Regions from separate parts of the Sus scrofa genome. Here region 2 is linked to region 1. A link is a contact called in public Hi-C data. All regions are on one chromosome and are shown on one strand. Each heading gives the region's core, a stretch centred on a gene start, on an enhancer-like site or on the middle of the called end of the contact. The rest is flanking DNA. Distances are from core to core; before and after follow the strand shown. Region 1 holds the start of METAP2 (methionine aminopeptidase 2). Region 2 holds the start of VEZT (vezatin).

Region 1 (6,806 bases), core at 2,030-4,529:
TCATGCTTTTATGCCAGTGGTTCTCAGTCAGGAGCAATTCTTTGCCCCCTTCTCCAAGGGGACATTTGATAAGGTCTGTGTTACGGTCTGATCTGTGTTCCCTCCAATTCATATGCTGAAGCCCTAACCCCCAATGTGACTATACCTCCATCTCCACCATATCATCTACACATTTTAAAAATAGTTATATGACATTTTTTAAACCATAAATATATGAAAAAAACTTCAATATTTCTCTTAATGTCAAACAATGGAGCTTTCCCACTTAAAAAAAAAAATGTATTTCTTGGAGTTCCGATCATGGCTCAGCAGGTTAAGAACCCTGCTCAACTAGTTAAGAACTAGTATCTGTGAGGATGTGAGTTTGATTCCTGGCCTTGCTCAGTAGGTTAAGGATCTGGCGTTGGCAAAGGCCAGCAGCTGCAGCTCCGATTCCACCCCTAGCCCAGGAATTTCCACATGCCACAGGTGTAGCCCTAAAAAGGAAAAAAAAAATTATTTCCTGTTAACCCACTGCCAAAGATCACATAATAACATGTGTGCCTTAGGATATCTAGGCTATCATATAATCCACACAAGTGGAAAAATTTCAAGAGAATGGCATACTAACAGTAATGTTGGTTAACAGTCACTATTGTGTCAGATATGGTGCCATCATAAGTACTTTCTCTCCATTTTGAAATTTAATTTCCATATCCTATGGTTCGGTACTATTATTATCCTCACTTTACAAATAAGGAAACAAATTTGAAGAGATTAAGTGACTTGTCCCAAGCCATACCACTACCAAGAACTTCAATGAAAACAAGGTAGAGGCTAATTATGATGTTCATTTTGGAATTAAGATTCTTTTCAGATAATATGTTTTTTGGACAAAAGAATAAATACATCTTATTTTAGTACATTGCTTTTACTATAGAAATATCTAAGGAAAAAAATTTATCTTTGTCTGCTTATCTAGTTAACCATCTGAGACAAAATGACTTCATGTAATTGGCTAGAAAAAAATATTCAAGCCCATGCTGGTATTGAGTTATATTTCTTACAGGTTCTCTTAGATTCTTACTTAGGGTTTCAACATTTCTCATTCCTTTACCTCATTCGGTTTCCTCTTGTAGAGAAAAGCAAATGAAGAAATTTGGTGAAAACGAGTGTTATGGGCTGTAAAGTATAGCTACTCAGTTATCTCAATCTCTGGAGTGTCCCGGAAAATTATCATCCAGCAAATATTCATTATCATACTGTCAAGATATGTATTACTTTTTTTTACTATTACCTTAAAGTTTGTCTTACCTCTCTTCAGAAAAGGGGGCAAGGTAAAGAACAATCCCTTTGCAGGGAAGAAACAGTATTTTGTTTCACCATTGCATTTTAACATCTTATTTTTTTCATTAAACAATGTCTTATTTTGACATTGGGAATTCTGCAGATCAACATACCTCAAGCACCCTTTATTAAAATTTATCTACTGACCCTCTGTCTCCTGGACTGGGTCTGAGGTAGTAGCCATGGCCCAAGTGTTCCCAGAACTTATAAATAGAACTAGGAAGATTCACAGCAAAGCTTGAAGGCGTTTTTGATATAGCAGATCTTAACTTATAAGTATGTTAAAAAACTTCAGGAACTTTGCACCTAAACAAGGGTGAACTCTGATTTCTCCTGAGGTTGACAGTCACATTCTTGCCCGCACTCTGAAGCTCTATTAGACATTTTCCATTACATCTTCACCTTTGTGATAGACCAAGTTGGAACAGAAAAGATTTAATACACGATGGAAGGAAAGTATTAGCATCTTATTTTATACTTATTTATATGTGTCTTATTGCCTGCTAAAATTTCTTGAGGGAACTTTTTTTTTTCACTTTTGTACCTCCCCCCAGAAAATTACTTCTAGTCTATAATCAATACATATTTCAATTGGAAAGGCCGAATACAGAATTATTAAATTTCTGGTGTTTGATGATTTGGGTTTGGATTCTAACTCTATTTACTCCCTGTATAACCCAAGTTACCAAAATTCTCTAGCTCTAATTTCCTCAACTAAAAAGTGGATCGAGGAGTTCCCAATGTGGCTCAGTGGTTAACAAATCCGACTAGGAACCATGAGGTTGCATGTTCCATCCCTGGCCTTGCTCAGTGGGTTAAGGATCCGGTGTTGGCGTGAGCTGTGGTGTAGGTTGAAGATGCAGCTCGGATCCCACGTTGCTGTGGCTCTGGCATAGGCTGGTGGCTACAGCTCTGATTAGACCCCTAGCCTGGGAACCTCCATATGCTGTGGGAGTGGCCCTAGAAAAGGCAAAAAAGACAAAAAAAAAAAAAAAAAAGTGGATTGAATGAGAGAGATAATGAATGTAGAAACCTTGGCACTTAAGTGCTATTCATACAATAAGTATTTACTGGGCTCTGCTTTAGGTTTGAGGTAGGCTGGTAATAACAGTATAAAACTTGCAAGGTTCCTGTCTTCATGGAGTTCAAGGTAGTTGGACAGCCACACATCAAACAAATAGTCACATAAATAAATGAATTCCAATTGCCATGAAAAAAGGTTAAGAATTCAATGAGAGGTTGTATGAGCAGGGCCTCAGTTAAACTGTTGAGAGAGAATTCTCTGAGGGAATAGTACCTAAGGTCAAACTTGAAGGATGAAGAGTTTCTCAGCTCTGTTTAGTCTGGCTTCAATCTCTCTACCTAAATAGCTCGTACCAAGGTCACCAGTGGCTTCCATGTTACTATATACACATGACATTTTTCAGTCGTCTTACTTGACCTCTTAGCAGCACTCAGCGCAGGTGATCACCCCTTTCTTTTGGAGACGAAAGAACGCCCCTCATCTCTTTTCCTCTGACTGCCTCTTCGGGCCCCGTTGAGGTACATACAGCTCTTTAGTGCTGGGACGGCTTCGTCGTGAGCTGTAATTGTGACTAAAAACGCAGTCCTTTTGAGTCATAAAAAAGAAGTGTGTACAGTGAAGGCATTTTTTCGCCCCTCTCCGCGCTTCTGGGGCGCTGTGCATAAAACAACAAATATAAAACTTCGGTTCCAGCAGAGACGTCTCTCTGACTCTGTCTGGAGGCAGCGCTTATGCACAGGGCAAGCACAGGCTTTCCAAGAGACATTCTAGCAGGCTCATTTGCCTGAGGACTAGGCAAGGGCCCGGCCTGGCTGGGTTTTCCGCACCACAGCGGAAGCGCGGGCCCTGAGGCGAGCCCAGCCCCGCTCTGCGCACGCGCGGCCCCACAGGCGAGTCCGCCGCCGCCCCAGCATTCCCAGCGCCCCACCACCGAGAGCAACTTCCGGCGTCGCTGGTGTAGGTGGGTGAAGAAGGAGCGGGCCCTCGCCACTCTGTCTCAATCCCTCGCGCTCTCTCGGGCAACATGGCGGGCGTGGAGGAGGCGGCGTCCTCCGGGAGCCACCTGAATGGCGACCTGGATCCAGACGACAGGGAGGAGGGAGCTGCTTCTACGGCTGAGGAGGCAGCTAAGAAAAAAAGACGGAAGAAGAAGAAGACTAAAGGGGCTGCCACAGGTAAATGGGATTTTATGTTTTCCCAGTCCTTGCCAGGATGTTCGAACGGCTCGACTCAGGCCCGGCGGGGGTGACAGGGACTGGGGAGTCAACTCTGGGCTGATGCCCAGGACGGAACGTATGTCCAGGTCGGCCTGCAGATTCCCAGTCCCGGGGAGAGGCAGCTTCTCCCGTGAGACTAGGTAGGTGGTGGAGTTGGGGTGGAGGAGAAGAGGGTGCCTCAGCTTATCTGGGGTCGCTGGGCCGGAACCCCTATATTGTCGGAGCTCAGCTCCCACGCAGACGGTGCAACGGACCTGAAGCCGGGCACAGGGCCCAGCCCGCCCACCTTCCTTGAGGATTGGTCTCAAACTGGTTCTGACCCATACTGCCGCCTCTTTGCTGGAGCAGCGTGGGGACGCCTTTTCGTCGAGGATGGGGGTGAAGTGGACAAGTCTTAATACCTCGACGCACCTCCCCCCACCATCCCAGTTTACTGAGGGAATTTTGTGGCGGGCTGCACTTTCAGGACCTGTATGTGTGTGAATGCCCACGCGCCCTTGTCACTGAGTAGTAATAGCAAGATGTGCGGTGGTGGTGCGAATCTTCACCTGCCTAATCTCGTTTAGGATCCTGAAGCTTTTGGGCTTCTAGGCCTGAATTATTATGCCACTTGTAGGCGGTCTAGGTAGGATAATCTGTGGGTCCTAATGGAACTCCTCTAAATCCACTGGTAAAGTAAGGAAAACAGCTGGGGGATTACACTTGGACTGTATTATGAGTTAGAAACTTTTTTGAGAAGTCACTGTTTTTGTTGCATCAAGGCATTTTAGGAAAAATTATTTGTTCTGTTTCTCACTAAAATCAGCTACAGAAAGCATGAGAGAAAAATGGAAGGATAAAAATGATGAACGTGGAATTGAGAGCGGTTACAGAGGGTTAATCTATATCTTTCTGAAATTTTAAATAAATGGGAGTTGAGGAGGCATAGTTGCAGGGGCTGGGACACTTCCATAGCAAAATGGAATCCCAGGACGTAGTCTTGTGGTTGTTCCTCTTTTTTAGATTAAATCCAGACTTTTCCATTGTACTTTAAGGTGTTCAGCAGTCTGACCCTAATATTTTTAACAGTTGTATCTCTCAGTAGGAAATCTTTTTTTTTTTTTCTTTTTTTTCTTTTTTGCTTTTTAGGGCTGCCCTCTCGGCAAATATAAGTTCCCCAGCTAGGGGTCAAATTGGAACCTCAGCCACAGCAACGCAAGATCCGAGTTGCATTTGCGACCTACACCACAGCTCACGGCAATGCCGGATCCTTAACCCGCTGAGGGAGGCCAGGGATCGAACCTGCAACCACGTGGTTCCTAGTCAGATTTGTTTCCGCTGTGCCAGGACAGGGAACTCCTTAGTATGAATTCTTTACTGGCCAGAATGTCATTTCATTATGTGCTACCTGGTGAAACTACCTCTTTGCGCACACACATACTCCTCCTATAGCTAGGTTGTAATTATTTCCGGCATAGGGCCTGGTCTTGTGCTTAGCTGTTTGAGAGTTTTGTTTATTAGCAATGGAATATCTTTCCTTGTTTATTTTGATTTTACCCAGTGCACCTTGACACAACTTCTTTCTTCATGAACTTCCAAAGTCCCCAGGGTCCTACAGAAATCTTCTTACTAAGGACTTAAGCATTTATTGCCCATCTTAAGTTCCCATTTGGTTAATAAAGTATTTGTTGTAGTCTAATTGTTAAATGTGTTAAACAGTTAAACTACCTAAAGTTAGAGACCAACTTGCAGTTTAGCTCTTAGTACAGAAAACATGTCATGAATATTTTGTTGAATGGGCAGTACTACTAAGATATGGAAGATTTTTCTCATTAAATAAATTCTGCTTTGATTACAATAATGTTTCTGTTTTTGATTCTTGAACACTTATGAGAAAAGAAGTTGTGTGTTTTTAAGAATCCTTAGAACATATTCTAGAAGTTCCTGTCGTGGTTCAGTGGTTAATGAATCCGACTAGGAAACAGGAGGTTGCAGGTTCGATCCCTGGCCTCCCTCAGTGGGTTAAGGATCCGGCATTGCCGTGAGCTGTGGTGTAGGTCGCAGACGCGGCTCGAATCCCATGTTGCTGTGGCTGTGTCGTAGGCCGGTGGCTACAGCTCCATTTCGACCCCTAGCCTGGGAACCTCCATATGCTGCAGGTGCGGCCCTAGAAAAGACCAAAAAAAAAAGAAGAAGAATATATTCGAATGGGAAGATGTCTTTATTAGGTCTGGTTTTATTTATTATCATTTGACCAGCAGGGCAACAGGAACCTGAAAAGGAATCAGGAGGCTCGATTGATGAGGTAACAAGACAGTTGGAAACACAAGCATTGGACGAGAAAGAAAGAGATGATGACGATGAAGGTAAAACGATTAGTTTGATTTTTGTGTTTAGGAAAGCAAGAAAATATGACATTCTTTAAACAAAATCTACTTATTTGTCCATATTGTCCAATATTCTCTGATGTTTGATTTAATTAATGTTAAGCCTCAATGTTGCAGATAAAAAGGAAAAGATATTTTTTAGCAACTCTTTTGAAATGTCGGATATATTGAGTGCTCAAATAATACAGATCTCATGTTTTTAAAATGTACTTGTAAAAGGCTAAGTAGTTGGGTAAGTGTTAACAAGATAGACTTGGAGTTTCTGCTGTGGTGCCATGGGCTGAGAATCTGACTGCAATGGCTTGGGTCACTGTGGAAGCCTGGGTTTGATCCCTGGCGCAGTAGTAAAAAGGATTTTGTGTTGCTGCAGCTGTCATGTAGGTTAGGTTGCAGCTGCAGATTGGATTCATCCCCTGGCCAAGGCACTGCACAGGCTATGAGTGCAGCCATTTAAAAACTAATAATAAACTTGAATGACTATTTAATTAATGCTTATTAAACAGCTCATGTGTCCTAGGCACTGTCTTAGATACTTTCATGTATTCTCATTTTACCCTCACAAAACCAAGCAAGCAGGAAATAATAGTTATGTTATTAGCCCCATGTGACACAACTAGTATTTGTAGAGTAAAGCCAGAATTTCAAACTTAGCACCTGATTCCAAGTCTTTGCTCTTTACCCTCTGTACCAAAGATACTTTATTTTCTCTTTACTTTCAAAGGAGCGCATTGGAGTTGTGAAGTGGGTTAAGGATCTGGTGTTGCCACAGCTATGGCACAAGCTACAATTGCAGGCAGGTTTGATCCCTGGCCTGGGAACTTCCACATGCTGTGGATCTGGCAAAAAAAAAAATTGCCGTTTGTTAAAGGAGCA
Region 2 (6,806 bases), core at 1,285-3,784, 180 kb before region 1:
TGATTAGAATAATTCGAAAATCTCTACCGTGGACCTCCTCTTTCATAGATGCAGAAAAACAAAGCGAGCTCTTCTTTAGGATGCATAGAAACTAAGCCAACCCTTTCACATTCCACAGATTAGATGTGAGGTCAATAAACACCCCCTCCCCCCAATGCAAATATCTTTCCCTAAGTTTGAATGAATTTGAATATTGTTCTAAAGAGCATCATAAATACCTAAAGAATGATGACCACTTAATAAGAGGAGGATGGAATGAAAAGCCCAGTTCCTTTCTACATTCTCCATTTAGGCATGAGACAAAATTATAATAAATCTTAACAGATGAGGGAACAAAAAGTCCTTAATGCTTCTCAGCAAGCCATGCTAAAAAGCAACTAACTCAGCTCCACACCGGAAGTATCCCTCTTTTAAAACACCACAAAAATGTTTGCGGAGTTCTTTAATTGTAAAGATGATACAATATAAAAATTGCCTGCATTATTCTGGGGCAATTCCAAAGACAGAACGATAAAATTCCAGATTGAAACTTAGATCAGGTTTACATACTTATATGTTAAATTAAATGCTTCTGTTCATTATAAACGGTTAGGACTGGAATTGAAAATTGGCAGATAGAAGGTGTTTTAAATGTATTTGATACTACAGAGTTAAAATTGGCTGCAAGGATTTTAAAATTCCAACCACTTTAAAGTTAGACATTCATTAATAAAACTTAAAAGTGAGGCACAGAAATTGAGGATGAAAATAATTCACCTCAAGTGAGTAGAAAGCCTCCCTTTGGTAAGGAAGAGATTTTATAAAGAACAATTTGCAGCATATGACATACCTCCTACACATACATACAGCATCATAAAAGATCCACAGCGTGTTTCTCAGGACCACTTCACTGCTTGCTTTCTAATTCTTATTGACTATGCTTGCCTCCTTAGCTGTAATCTGACTACACCTAGCAGTACAACACTCCAACATATCTAGGCTTTAGAAATAATACAAATCAGAACATTTAGAGTGCTATTTGACAGTTTCAAGTTGCAGGAATTTAAAACAAATGCCAAGAAAAGCTAAGACAATTTAATCTGAGACCTAAGTGCTGATCTAGAATCAACTCTGCCAGGGAGCTTTACACTATTTTACTATAAAATGTCTAATGAAAGTTTATTTCTTACAACGTGGGCAAAAACGTTATAAAAAACCTTAGTGCCAAATACACTAAGTTCTGGTTTAAAAATTAATCTATGCTCTTCTAAAGTTAATTTCACACCACTTTAGTAATTGTTTTGGAAAATAAGAACTGTTCCTTAAGAATGTTCAAAAATACAATGTCCCAAATTCTCCAGTCCACACAAAGGTACAAGCTTTACCATTTGGGTGAAGGGAAAGAACTACGGCAGACAGAAAACAAGGCTTTGTTTACACTAACCAGGTATAAATAGGAAAAAAAATCCACTAAAAATTGGGTGAAGTTGAACAAAATCCTTGGGATCGCCAATGCTACCCCTCTGCTTCTCAGGTAATTGGCGGAAAACCAGCAGGACAGGAGTAACAGTATCTAAACCTCTTTACTGAATAAGGGTTAGGGTTTCCAGTCGATACTAGGGTTAAAGCGACTTAGCCCAGTCGCCGAGTTCAACACTCCGGGAACACTGCCCTTTCCTAGAATAACTGATTTCTTAACATGGGAATCTAAACTATTTTCACACGCAACGGCAAAGTCGCTCAAATTTTAGGAGGGAAAAGTCAACATCCTCTTTGAATGTCACACTTACGTTTCACCTGGCGCTAAGAGCACCCGACATGGATCTTCCTTTAAAAGGAGGTCCCAAAAGAAACGATTTCCAGAGCCCCTCTTGGCAGGAAGGGACGAAAAAAACCCCGCAGCAAACACTTCTGCTCCGCACTTGCCACAGTCCTCGGGAAAGGTAGAGGGCACACCGCCACCCACCCCAGAGGAGAAAGGTGCTCCAAGCCCAAGACCTGCAGCGCTCGTACTAACTTTCCAGCCGTAGCGCGAGCGCCGTCACTTACCCGCGGCAGAAGTCATGATTCCCCGGTGCAGCTCGCTTCCCCGCTCGCCCCCTTCAATCCCCGCTCCCCTTACAGTCCATTGTTTCGAGAGTTTGGGCAGAAGAGAAAAGCCGCCGTAGAGCCCACATGCCGTCCCGCGGCCCCGCGGCGCAACTTGAGCGCCGCACAAAGGATGCGGCCGCCTCCGGGGACCCGGCAGCGCTCCCGGACGCGAGCCGCAGGCTACGGGCGGGCGGGCACCAGCGCCGCCCAGCCGAGCTCCGGGAAGACGGCCAGGCGCGGGCACGAGCGGCGCTCAGCGAGGTTTGGCGGGCGCGCGCCCTTCTAAACTCCAAGGGAAAAAAAAAAAATCAGAGCTCCAAGCGCCCCCTGTTAGTCGTGGCCGTAAAAGGCGGACAAAAGTCTCAGCCTCGTCCAATGAGAGAGCCCCGAGCTTCATCCCGCTCCCGCCCCTCCCGCCCACACGCTGAAGCTCTGCTCCAATGAGCCGGCCAGAAAAGGGGGCGTGAGCTGCGAAACCTGCTGGGAGTTGTAGTTTACTGGACACCGGCGACAGGGCGCAGCAGACGCCTGGGTGCAGCCTGTTCTCCCGCCTTCATTTCCCATCGTGCTGAGGCTGGTGGCATGGCGGAGAAGGATGACACCGGATTTTGACGAAGAGGTGGTTTTTGAGGTAAGGAGAAAATGGCGGTGGGTGTGAACTGCCTTTGTTTGGGAAGGACGAGGGAGAAGGCAAGAAGGCCAGGCGAGGGACGATCCTGAGGCGAGGGATTGGGTGACACTCCAGCCGGCCTCTGTCCCCGAATCCCGGCAATTTCCGGGCCTAGCGTTGGCCGCTGCCTGACAGGTGTAGCCGGAGGCACTCTCGCCGCGTCCTGCCTCTGCCTCAGGCCCTCCCAGAATTCCCAGCCCGACCGAGGGGCTAGAGCCCCGCCGGTACCTTCCCCGGGAATTGGATGCGCTGCACCGGGCGCGCGCGGGGCGGGGGTCCGCGCCTGGTTGGGGCGGAGCCCAGTCGTGCGTTTTGGATACTCACCCATACAATTTATCCTCCCCGTTTCTCGTCCTCAGTTTTTTTGGGGGTCAGTATCCAGAAGTGCCGCAGATCACCATTCACGGTCGAGGCGTGGCCCTGGAATGAAGGCTGCAGGTGCTAGTTTTCTAAAGTAGTTGGAAATCTGTGTGTGGGACCTCCTGTGGATGATTAGAGCCGGGGCTTCTCAGCATCTAATTCTTTTGTCCTATTGCTATTACGCTAGGTGTAGCCAGTTCTTCTGATTCGAGGCTCCAGTGTGAGTGCTTTTGTGTGGGATTATTTTAAGACGTCCTCTGCCATCTTGAATGAAAAGGAAAGGAAAAAAAAAAAAAAAACAGGCTAATGTTTTTGATGCCATTTCTATATCAGACACAGGTGAAAACTCGCACCCCTGTAATAAAGCATATATGTATGCTTTATAAAGTCCATTCATCCAACTGGATTTTAAGAAATTTAAGAAAAGAGACATCTCGTTCCGTACAGTTAGAGAGCTAGGCAATAAACATTATGGAATGGGAAATGTTGAAATATATCCAAACTGTCGTTGGAGGATTGATTTGGAACCCCGCCCCGGTCTGTTCTTGTGGCCTTGGAGAAGCTACACCCAGTAAATGGATATCGGAGGTGAATCTTGGACTATGAATCTGTTTAGAAAGATGGAAGGGAGAAAATGCATTATAGGGAAAGAACGGTATGCCAAGATTGGGAGGTGTGGAAATATCTGGTGTAAAGGGACGTGAGTGGTAAGTGTCGCGCTGTAAAGTGGTTCCACTACTTCTCCATGTGGCTAGAATGGAGAAGTAGTGAAAGATATGGCCCTTTTACCAAAAGGAAGAGTCTGGATTTGAGGAGGTCAGTAGGGAAGACAAACACCTGAATTTTGGAAATTCAAGAAGAAAAAATAGAATAATGGCTTGGACAGATTGTTCTATGGTAAAATCTAGGAAACAGAAGATTCAATGTGGGAGATGAAGGAGAGACAGAAATCTGTGTTGCTTAGAGAAAGGGGACTGACTGGGTGGATTTTTTTTTTTTTAACCTGCTTATTTCCTTAGATATCTGAATGTAACAGTAATATATGCTCAGAGAACATTTCAGTAGAAAACAAGCCACAAAATTAAAATCACTCAATATTCTACCATCCAAAGATGGCCACTATTAACCTTATAGTATGTGTTCTTACAGACTTTTTTTCTACTCAAATGTGTCTTTTTTTTTTTAAATTTGGCCCCACCCAGAGCATGTGGAAGTTGCCAGGCCAGGGATCAAACCTTTGCCACCTCAGTGACCTGATCCACAGCAGTGACAACACTGGATTCTTAACTACTAGGCCACCTGGGAACTCCAACTCAAATATATCTTTAATTGTACATTTGATATTTTTTAACACAAAAAATATACCACATAGAATTTTGTATGTACTTTTCACTTAACCTGATCATCAGTCTATTCCTATTCATTACCCTTTGAAAACATTAATAACATAATGTCCAGTCATGTATTTGTATTATAATGTAACCATTTTCTCCTTCTTATTCTTTCAAAATACCATTGTAGTCAACACTGACATAAGTCCATCTTTAACTGCATCTCTGATTTTTCCTTAGAATAATTTCTGGAAGGGAAACCAGTTTTTCAAGGGTATGAACATTTTTTAAGACCAAAACCAAAGGATCATCTCAATTCAGGTTTTCATTGGGAAAAAGAGTATTATTTTCAACAGATCTTCTCCAAAAACCTTATTAGTTTCCTTTAATCGTTGCTAATTTGATAGGAAAATTAGCATTCTGCTGTTCTAATTTACATTTTGTGCATTTATTGGAAACATTTTTCTTCCTTTCTTTCTTTCTCTTTCCTTTTTTTTTGGAAATGAATCTGATTAGTATCCAAGAGGATGCAGGTTCGTTCCCTGGCCTTGCTCAGTGGGTTAAGGATCCAGCGTTGCTGTGAGCTGTGGTGCAGGTCGCAGAAGCAGCTTGGATCCAGTGTTGCTGTGGTTGTGGTGTGGGCCGGCAGCTACAGTTCCAATTGGGCCCCTAGCCTGGGAACTTCTATATGCAGTGGGTGTGGACCCTAAAAAGACACTAAAAAAATGATTTGCATAAATTTTTCCTGTTACTTAGCCTTGTAGAAAAAAGTTTTCAGTTCATTGTCTAATTTGTATTTTGTTACATACATTAATTTTTATCACAGATAATAGTCATAAGAGAAGTGCACAGACCATAAATGGGCAGACTGATGAGTTTCACATGTTAAATACACCCATGTAACTAGTACCCAAATTAAGTAACTGAATATCACCAGCACAGCAGAAGCTCCCCAGAAGCTCCCTGTTACTCCCTTTCAGCTGTTTCTTCCCACCACAAGGACTTATTCAGACTTAGAATAACTTAGACTCCTTTTGTCTGTTTTTGTAATTTACACACTATGCAATTCTATTTGGACATGCTCTCATTTTTTGTTTGACTTTTTGCTCTCTAGTTTTGTTAGATGCATCCATATGGTCATGTGAGCATTTTTTATTTCTCAGTAGTATTCCATAGGAATGTGTGGCTTTTTTTTTTTTTTTTTTTTTTTTTTTTTGTCTTTTTGCCATTTCTTGTGCTGCTCCCACGGCATATGGAGGTTCCCAGGCTAGGGATCGAGTCGGAGCTGTAGGTGCCAGCCTATGCCAGAGCCACAGCAACGTGGGATCCGAGCTGAGTCTGCAACCTACACCACAGCTACGGCAACACCAGATCTTTAACCCACTGAGCAAGGCCAGGGATGGAACCCGCAACCTCATGGTTCCTAGTTGGATTTGTTAACCACTGTGCCACGACGGGAACTCCTGTGTGACCATTTTTTAATCCACCCTGCTGTTAAGAGCTTTTGGGTAGTTTCCAGTTTGAGACTATTATGAATAGTGCAGCTCTGAACCTTCCAGTATATGTGTCTTGTTGAACATATTTCTGTTGCGTTTATACTTAGAAGTGGAATGGCTGAGTCTTAGGAAATACATATGCTCACCGTATGTAGATGTTACCAAACGTTATTCTGAAATGGTTGTACTGATGGATCCTCCTACCCCCAGTGTTAAGTGAGGTCCGATTGCTCTACAGCCTCACCAACCCTTGCAAATTTCAGCCTTTCTTCTTATGATTATGTTGAATGTGTACTGGTATTTCTTCTGGGCTTTGATTTGCATTTCTTTGTTAAGAAAATGGAGAGTCTTTTATGTGGTTGAAGACCAGTTGTCTATCCACTTTAGTGAAGCCAATTCAAGCTTGTTGCATGTTTTTCTTCTGAGTTCTTGTTATGGATTTGGAGTTCTTTATACAGAGCGGTTGTAAGTCCTTTGTTGGATATATGTACCTCGAATGTCTTAGGAGGTGTGTGGCCCCCTCTTAATAGTGTTTTTCACTGACCAGAAGCTCTTAACTTTATCATAATCCAAGTAAACCTTTTTCTTTTATGGTGAGGGTCTTTAAAGAAATATTTGCCTACTCTGAGGTCACAAAAATTATTTTCTCTAAAAGCTTTATTTTACCTTTTGCTTCTAGATCTGCCGTTCATCTGGAAGTGATTTTTGTATGGTATCAAGTAAAGGTCAACATATGTTTTTTTCCCACAGGGAGAGCTGGTTAACCTGGCATTTTCTGACCAGACCACCCTTTCCTCACTGAACTGCAGTGTTGCCTTTGTCATAAATCAGGATACCTTTATGTGTGGCTCTGTCTCTGAGTGTTCTCTTTTCTGTTGG

The links. Hi-C and Micro-C count contacts between places; a contact is called where the count stands out from the background.
Region 2: a contact with region 1 is called in a Hi-C map of liver, with 3 times the contacts expected there. The contact joins the promoter of VEZT here to the promoter of METAP2 in region 1. A contact is called at or near these places in 3 of 47 Hi-C or Micro-C datasets (fibroblasts, heart right ventricle and liver) and 1 of 2 datasets of contacts at active chromatin or transcription factors (alveolar macrophages).

What each region holds. Positions count from the first base shown.
Region 1 is chr5:87,922,628-87,929,433 of Sscrofa11.1, reverse strand. METAP2 (methionine aminopeptidase 2) reads left to right here and starts at 3,279. Exons shown (of 11, transcript XM_003126711.6): 1 at 3,279-3,525; 2 at 5,805-5,912. The coding sequence starts at 3,375.
Region 2 is chr5:88,100,496-88,107,301 of Sscrofa11.1, reverse strand. VEZT (vezatin) reads left to right here and starts at 2,534. Exons shown (of 13, transcript XM_013998069.2): 1 at 2,534-2,701. The coding sequence starts at 2,666. FGD6 (FYVE, RhoGEF and PH domain-containing protein 6) reads right to left here. Exons shown (of 23, transcript XM_013998063.2): 3 at 3,065-3,364. The coding sequence starts at 3,068.